Regions from separate parts of the Triticum aestivum genome. Here region 2 is linked to region 1. The links are chromatin contacts, called in public Hi-C maps. All regions are on one chromosome and are shown on one strand. Each heading gives the region's core, a stretch centred on a gene start, on an enhancer-like site or on the middle of the called end of the contact. The rest is flanking DNA. Distances are from core to core; before and after follow the strand shown. Region 1 holds the start of LOC123137709 (myb family transcription factor PHL7). Region 2 has its middle 56 kb from the start of LOC123094660.

The links. Hi-C and Micro-C count contacts between places; a contact is called where the count stands out from the background.
Region 2: a Hi-C map of leaf shows a contact between it and region 1, with 6 times the contacts expected there. The contact joins the enhancer-like site here to the promoter of LOC123137709 in region 1. A contact is called at or near these places in 2 of 5 Hi-C or Micro-C datasets (both in leaf) and 1 of 1 datasets of contacts at active chromatin or transcription factors (leaf).

What each region holds. Positions count from the first base shown.
Region 1 is chr1B:550,746,771-550,751,262 of IWGSC CS RefSeq v2.1, forward strand. LOC123137709 (myb family transcription factor PHL7) reads right to left here and starts at 2,835. Exons shown (of 6, transcript XM_044557560.1): 1 at 2,495-2,835; 2 at 987-1,074; 3 at 302-378; 4 at 17-219. The coding sequence starts at 1,020.
Region 2 is chr1B:551,174,191-551,178,770 of IWGSC CS RefSeq v2.1, forward strand. No RefSeq gene overlaps it. Among protein-coding and RNA genes, the nearest start is that of LOC123094660, 56 kb to the right of the region's middle. Within about 2 kb of position 2,026, at least 6 of the 8 cell types and tissues checked have an H3K27ac peak or open chromatin away from gene starts, as enhancers often do. A contact at or near this core is called in leaf, where this site is marked.

The DNA.
Region 1 (4,492 bases), core at 1,585-4,084:
AGTAAAGATCACTTACGGTGCAGAATCTGCATTAGAGAATGAATCACTAGAATCCTTCTTTTCGTCCTTGGAACCTACACAAACTGCCAATTTTAAAAACCAAAGCTTTCTCGGTATGAAGGAAGGCAAGAAGGGGAGTGTGCTAGGAAGGCAATGAAGCATAGAAGGGCACTTACCTTCAGCAGGCGATTCTGGTATGTACTTTGCAAGGCGATACTTCTACGCAAGCAACAAGAGAAATAAATTATTAGTGACCAGGCAAATATTTATTAGCTGTCTCCTCAGAAGAGACATTCTTTACCTGCAAATGGCTCTTCACGTGATAAATTGTAATTCCTGGCACACCCATTACAGTGAGTACTCCTTTAGGTGTTGCTCCTGAAGATATGATGATACCAATACATTAACAAATGTCTGATGCATTGTATCTTGTGTACTTCAAATAAATAAACAACTATTATAGAAGGTTGTTTAGGGTTATCGATACATCAACAGTTTCCAATGCGATTGGGTAAGGTAACATGGCAGACACAGTTCCAAAGGGTCATATTAACAACTTCTAGCAGACTCGCATGAATCATTGAAACATGAGGAACTTGAGTTTTGTGGGGAAGAGAAACTTGTGTGTTTCATGACCTGAGATATGCAGCAATCTCATGGTAAAAAAATGCACAAATCTGCTTCATAAACATTTGGAATATCAAAATTAGTTTAAACTTGAGTTAAAATGCATGATACACAATGGATTCGACATACAACCAGCAAGGTGCAGGTTCTAGATATGCATTGTCCCACACCATCTAAAAATGTTTTCACTCAGAAAGTGTGCTGCTGACAAGGTTCATGAGAAACCAAGCAGAATGAACCAACAAAATAAACGAAATTTATACATCATATCAAGTAACAAGCAGAATGAACCAACAAAATAAACGGAACATACATCATATCAAGTAAAACCAGAAAAATTAATACTTAAGAGAGAATACCCACTATCTGGTCCACCAAGTTGGGCGATTGCATCCACAAAACGACTATGGAGATCAGAGGTCCATCTCAGCCGTTGTTTCCCACTCCCTACAGGATTAGTAGGGTTGCTTATGTTGGACCCACTGAAAGCTCCAATATTACTTACATGCTCACTATTCTGAGCCCTCTGTGGTGCAAAGGGCACAGAAAACTTCTTAGCATGGTACATCATGAGAGTACTGCAACAATTGCAAGAACTTGTCATACACATGAGCAAGGCTAAGAAATGTTATAATTTAGGATGAAACAGGCCTACATTTCTGATGCCATCCTGTATATCTAAACAAAACGTATCAAGTTGACGGCAAAATGTAAATACAGCGCACTGAGCATTTTCTGGTACGATGAAATTTCATCATTTCTTAGACAGTTCATGAAATCCCGATCAGCATATTTATCTTAAGATGTCGAGAAGTTGCTAAGTCTCCTGGTTTATACTTAAAAGGACTTCTGCTACAAGTAAAAAAGCAAAGAGGGCGAAACTGAATATGAAAGACAATATTGACACAACAGAGAACCATAACCAAGAAAAACAAATCTTTTATACCTAGTGGTAGTATCAAAATATCCAAATAGCCAACACCTAACAAATTTTTAATGTTACAGATGTACAGATGAGTTTTAACCTCTCCAAATCACATGAAGAAGACAAATTCATCCCAGGCTGCTAACAGAACTCCACATGGTAGGAAGAAAAATAAATTTGCAAGCAACAGAGGAAGACCAGTTGAGCTAGCTTCCTCCATTGTCCTGCATCTTGTATGCTGCCATAGAACTGCAGCCCTAGAGGAGTCATCCCCAAATGCCAATCGAAGTCACTAGACAACCATGGCAAATGATCCACAAGAAATGAATCTGGATGGGCAAAATTTACGCTGCAGGTCGAATCGATCGAGATCACAGGCCATACGCAAATGCCAGCGCCAGCACAGAATTCCAACCCGGCCCTTCCGGCCTCAGAATCGAACAAGTCAGCACAGCAGCAAGGCACAGCTCATAAGCCAAAACAGGTTTATGAGCAAGGAAATCGCCAAAACACTGCGTCGCCATACCAAGCTTCGCCCCCAAAACGTCAGAAGCGCCGCCGCCACCCAAACGTGATCTCCCTGCCTATGTTTTTTTTTTTAAATACCGCTCTTCAACCATCCACCCACAGGCCACAGCCAATGGAATCTCACGAGAAGCTCCAGAAAATTCACACTAACTAGGCTCACCACTAGCAAGGCAAGAGAGGAGCGCCACTCACTGACTCACTCACCGGCCGCTGACACGCAATTCCACCGCAATACGCATCACAGAGCCGCGATCTCGACCTCACGGAAGACAGAACCTCTCGGCAAAACACCCGCCCATTCCTCCCACACCAACAGACACCGCACGCTCAGCCGCCAAAGGCGAGTCCAAGAAATTCAGTAAAGAGGCCGGCAGGGGGGCGCAAGAGCTGGGAGCTGAGCCGGCGCTTACTTACCGGCACGGAAGAGGGCCGCCGCGTGACCGGGACCCGGCGTCGTCTCCTCGCAGGTGCGCCGCGCTCGTCCGGGAGAGAGGGAGGGAGACAGTGCGGGAGGGAATCAAATGCTGCGTGCGTGCGAGCGAGCTGGTGCCCGGGGCCAATCAGGCGGAGGCGGATGGATGCCCCAATCGGGGCGCTGGGGTCCGGGCGGGGCGAGGATGGGAGCGGTGGTGGGAGGGGAAAGCGGCAGGTGGTGGTGTCCGGCGAAAGCGACGCCGCGAGAGCGGAGGGCTTGGGAATCGAGACGGAGACGCAGATCTTTTACACCGTTCTTCCTTCACTTCCGATGTGCGCCGTGGGCCGGGTCTATCTTACCCCCTGGCCCTTGCTGGCTGGGGGCAAGGAAAACCACCGGGCCCCGCGGCAACCGGGCCCGCGGGCCCTTCGGCCTTGTCAGCGAGTACCGCCAGCAGTGACAGTAGCGGTGCTGTACCTGTCTAAAAAAAAATTGGTGGTACTGTACCAGATCTTTGTCTGTTTTATCTGTGTGTCCCCGCAAGCGTCGCAGCGGCGAGCGAGCACGGCTTTCTCTTCCCTCGCCGGCGACACTGTTCAACGTTTTGTTGGTTAACCCCACCCCGGAGAATCTTCGGGGCCACGTCGCATTGATGGCAGATTCCCTCCGCCTGCGCTGCCATTCCGTCCCATCTCGTCTAATCCATCCGTGGCCCATCACGTGGCGCACAGTGGCATGATGCCCTTGCCATGATCGGACCGGGTGCACGTGCATTCGTTTCCCCTCTTTGTGTCAATGTACGTACCGCGGACAAAATTGCCAGTTACTGGGAAGTAGAAATGACCAAGAAGCAGGCCTGCCACGATGGATAAAAAAGAGGTGGAATAAAGCCGTGCCCGCAAAATACAGCTGCAAAGCGATCGGAGGAGGATCCTAGGAAGAAGTGTGGGCGACGCAAGCGATCCCGTTACAATCATGGCCCGGGAAGGATTCAAGGGGAAGAAAGGAGGAGGAGCGCCGGGCGGCCATGATGCCCCTATCTAACGGCAAAGGAGGAGAAAGGAGGGAGGCTAGTGAGGAGACGTCGGACGGGAAAATCATTGTGATCTGCCGCGATGCGAGCGCGCAGGCAGGCTCGACGGGAAAAAGTACCTCAAAAGCAACGAGGGTTTGGACGAAACAGAACGCGCAGCAGAGGCGAGCCCACCTGCTGCGGTGCGCCCGTAAACAACTCACGAGGACGCAGAAAGCTCCGGCGACAGGTCATCTCAACCTCCGTCGCTGCATGCGCGCGCGCGCGAATTCTGTAAAGAAAGCCGTGGACTTCCGTTTTACGATTTCCTTCTGTTTCAACGCGGACGCAGCGCTCTGGGCTCCGGTCGGTCGGTCGCCTGCCCTGCCCGTTCCCTTCAGATGTTCGATAAGTAGTGGAAAAAGAAAGAAATCCCTTGGACCGTGGGTAGGGGCCGGCCGGGGAGCGGCGACAGGGAGGAGGAGAGCGAGGAGGGAAGAGGCTGCGTGGCAGATACTGGTTGACAGGCCGAGGGGGGGTCGGCAGCGGCGCGGAGCGGATCGATTCCACCGGACGGCGACGCCATCGGCTGCAAAAGCGTCATCCACAAAAGCGTCGGAAGGATTCGGGGTCAAGGCAGCGGATTCTCCTCGCTCAGGCCAACTGTTTGACACCAGATTTTGGCACGGTCAAGAACTTATTTAAGATGGCGTCAAATAGAGAAGTGATCTATATGAAAGAGTTCCATATTGCTGATATAGACATCTTTGAAGTTTGGGTCATCGCTGTCCGATTTCATCTCGAAGGCCGAAACTATGCTCAAAGTACTAAGATCTTATATTCAGAGTACAGTTTGACCGATTAATCCTCCAAGAAGACCTCAAATGAAAAAATGTTCTACACGGATTGTCTTCGTCTCGTCAAAATGATCGATTTTGATATAAAAATCATTCAAATTCGAGTTCGTATGCAAAAGTTAGAGTCA
Region 2 (4,580 bases), core at 776-3,275, 430 kb after region 1:
CTGCCTCCGCCACTGTCATTCGTTTGCGGTTGCTGCCGCCGGCGACTCCATCGCGTTCACCACGTACACAGTTGACGGGAGAGCAGGTCTCCGAAACCCCGCCTCTCCGGACCCTATACGAGAGAGGGGCGATTAGGTTTTTGGGAAGCGATTACGCGACTGTTCGCCTTTGTTCGTCTACTTCCTCTACGTGTGCGTCGTCTTCATCATCACCGTGTCCCAGTCCGACGAGCGTGCGCCACCGAGAAACTCGAGGCCGACAAGGAAGGCCGCCGAGGACACCGCTGCTGCCGCCACCGCCGTCGCGGCTTCTGTCTGACCTACTGGAGGGTATAACACGTTTATCACGTTCCTGGTTATTTCCGTATTAGCAGTATTAGCGTTATATGTAAATGTGTCTACTGTTTGCATAGTACGTGCTTGTGTAGACCAGAATCAATATATCACTAATTCTGTCAATGTCATGCTAGTAATTTATTTATGGATTAAATTAATCTAAAAATTACCTATATTTACTCAACAGAACTGTCGTCCAAATTGTTTGTGAGCTCCTCGTCGATGGCCGCACACCAAGGTCCTCGGTCATCCTCGATACATCTTGAGAATGTTATGCAATTTTTTGGATCCATTTCAGTTTTCAGTCACGTTAATTAAGCGGTGGCGACATTTCTATCGACTACGAGGTGTATGTAGATGACTTTGTCGATGTTAAGATGTGCCCGCTGAGTCTCATGAAGATGCTCATATGGCGTGTGTTCACATCAGTGCCCGTGTGTGCTGTATACGAGCGTCTGCATTTCTGTCGTGTTTGTTAAAAAAAATGAAAGCACAATGCGAAGCCAAACTAAACTAACAGCACATCCCTCTGGCCTTGTTTTTTTGGACACCGAGGTTGTTTGCGGGACCGATTGGAGGAGACAAAAGTGAGGTCGCCCGTCGTCGTCTCTTGTCTTGAACCGTGTCGCTGGCTCCCATCCCATTTTCCCTATGAGACGAGCTGTGCAAGGATCCAACAGATGCACCTTCTTCTTGCCTTGTGCCGAATCGGCAAAAACTACGGTCATTAGCAGACGGTGTGATTATGATGATTGCCTGAGCGTAGACGTCAGGTCGCGATTAGCAATTGATTAACCATGGAGAGCGACGGTGTGGACGGACGTATCCGCCGAGCGCTTTGCACCGCCGAGAGTAACTTGGCTCCAAGCGGAAGGGGAAGCCTCCCCCGTTTGTCTATGTTCTCGTCGAGGGCGAAACATGGGCGAGCTGATCGCTGCTCTCCTTTTGTTCGTTACGAAGAAGATGCAGCTCGTGGGACATCGTTGTTCTTCTTCCGTGTCCAGAAAACATCATCGTTGGAGAAGTCGAACCAATCTGTGGTTAAATGGTTAGATGGGCAGTGCTATCTTCAGCCTACCCAAATTCAAATTTTGGTATTTGCATTTATCCTGAATTTACTTCAGAATTTCTGAATCAGAATTCAGTGGGAAGAGACATTTCCCGTCGTCTATGAGGCGTCCATGGTGATATCGCAAAATCTCAAGATGATATATCGGTTAAGTCTTCCGAAGGTGCTCATAGGGGTAGTGTGTGCATGTGTGCATTTGTAGGGATGAATGTATGTGTGTATATATGAACGTTAGCGTTTGTATTGTGTTAAAAAAATGTTGAATTTCCGTAAAACAAATCGTCGGAGGAGAAGAGAAGAGAAAAAAAAAAGAGGAGAGATTGGATGGGAAAAAGGCATTTTGACCAAGAGGAGGGTTGGCTTGGAAATGCATGCATTCGACTGGTTGCACGGAGATGCCGGACGCCGGGCCACGCATCATACGTGACGCGTCGTACGTCGCCTCGCGCCCATGCCTCTCGCGTCGCGTCAGTCCGAATGAACGCGGAACCGTGGGACGTGACGTGATGGTACCGCACCGCGTGCATCCAAAAGCGGACCTGTTGCGGTGATCTCATGCATGCGTGGTCGCGCGTGCTCTCGCTCACGGACCCATGGATGGATGGACGGGTGGTCAGGACCTGTCGAGCAGCATCAAAGTCCACGCGAGCACCTGTTGAACACTGTGACGCCCAGATATCGTGCGTGGACGACGACCGGCCACCCAGAGGTTTTTCCATCGGCGCCGTTGACGATCCAAAGTGCCGAAAGCGGGACTCACAGGCTGACAGGCGTACGTACGTCTAGGTAGGCATCTTGCGAATGTCTTTTTCTTTTTTTTGGTTGCGAAATGGCATCTTGCGAAGGAAGGGTAGCATCTTGCCAACGTTTGCAAATGCCGAGCCGCTCGTCGCTCCTTCAATCAAATCTATCTAAAAGGTAAAAGGAAAGGAAGAACCGAAGAATATGAAGACGTTGTCTTCAGCACCTCTGTATTGGGCTCGTTTTGACCTTGTCTTCACAAACAGCTTTTTTATTTTTATTTTTTTAGACAAAGTTTTTTTTAGTAACTCTTCAGCAGCAGCTCTGCGTCCGGCTCATGTATCCGGCGGAATCATGACGGCTTAACTGCTTGTTTGTTGGGACGACAATCCATCCATGTTTTGGCAGAAAGTCATGAGGGGCCGAAACCGGGAGCAATCACCAGTTAAAGTCCACTGCCACCTTCTCAGCCGCTAATAAGTGACACACTACATATCCCTAAAAAAAAATCTTGCTCCAGAAACGTATGCAATACAGACAAAAAACTGAAAGAAAAAAAAATACATCAGAAACATGGGAACGCCCAACATGCGACATGTGTCGGCTACTGGACACATGTCCCTTGTGAGAGCCCCGTAAGGGGAACCCTTGGATCGTTGGTCCTGGAAAGCCCTATATATCGCACACCGCAGCAAAGAGTCGTGCTTTCACACAGGGGGATCGAGGCGAGCGCAAGAGATGGGTCGGACCATTTCAAACATGATACATAGTGGGAGCCAACCTGTTTCCAGAACCTTCTAGAAGGTTCCTAAACCCTTTTTGCTTTTACTATTTTCTAGGGTTCTTACTACTCTTTCGGGTTTCTTTTTATGTTTTTTTCTCCTCTTTTATTTTGGTCATTATTACTTTTTTCGCCTTTTCCTTTTTCTAAAAAATATTTAGGAATTCAAAATATTGTCTAAAATTTAAAATTATACTCATTTATCATAGAATATTTGGAAATTTCATAAAAAATTAACATTTAAAAAACTCATAAATTGGAAAATTGCACATGCTTTAAAAAATAATTCAGAATTTCAAAGGTGTTCCTGTTTTCGTAAAAAAATAAAAATTTAAAAAATATATTTTTTGAAAAATATTATAGGATTTTCAAAAAATATTCGTGTTTTTAAAACTTTTCAAATTTCAAAAAATATTTCTTGCGTTTAATTTTCTCACTAAAAAATTGTTCACGAAATTCAAGAAAATTTGCGTTTTTCAATTTATAAAAACTGTTCGCATATTCAAAAATTGTTAAAATATCCCCTAAAAATTCACGTTTTCATCAAAAATATTTATGCTTCCACAAAAACTGCATTCTCATATTTTAAAAATTCACGTTTTCAGAAAATTTTGAAAGAGTCATAAAATGTTCGTGTTCTCAAAAAATATACAAGATTTCTCAAAAGAAAATGTTTCTAAAATTATTTGCAATTTTGAAAAAGTTTCGCGTTTCAAAAAGTACTCACTTAAAAAAATGTGTTTTTCAAATTCCCAAAATTGTTTTAGATCCGTCACTTGCCGATGGTTATTTATGTGAAGCACTGCTAATTAGCCATGTTCAAGAATTCATCCGATTAACCAGTTAACTTGCCGATTAATCCCTACTCGTTGGGTCAGCGAGTAGCCGATAAACCGATAAACCATCCGATTAATTGATTAAATGGCCCAATTGACTTGCCGATTAGCCGATTAATTCCCTACTCGCCAGCCAACCGAGCAGCTACCAGTTAACGATTTCCTCAACAATGCTAATTAGTCACTAAACATCACCAAATCAAGTGGGGGGACACCCGAATTGTCCTGCCAAGCTGGATTTCTTTCATGCGTCGAGTTGGTATTTGATGCAAAATGTGTCATATAGGAGCTCCCACGAAGCCGCATGGTTGCTATTTTGTTTCTTGCCAAAAGTAACGCCCACTCATTTCGGCGCCTCAATTTAGGCCAGAGCAACAACAGGGTGTCCCCGAAGATTCTTTTTTGAGTCATTTTGTGTCAAATAGGCGCTGAATCGCACAAGCGAGCAAAACGAGCAACCGAAGCAGAATGCGTAGGAGCCCCGTTAAAACCGTGTGTCTGCCATCTCGTTTATTGCTATAAGCAATGCCCGCTCGCTCCTAGGAATTAGATTTGGCCCGGCGCAACAGCGGGGAGTTCCCGGTGTTTCCTACATGAGCCATTTTGTGTCAAACAGGTGCTCAATCGCACAGACGAGCTGAGCAAGCAACCCAGATAGGTCGGCCATTTGTTTGTACATTTGTTCCTTTGTTTCGGAACCTTCTAGTTCTTGAATATCCTTGTCTAACTTTTATAATGTTTCCATTTTTCTCTCGCTGTTTCTTACTGGCGTTCTTCTGTTTTTTCTTTTCATAAAAGTTTCAGAAATTTCTAAAAA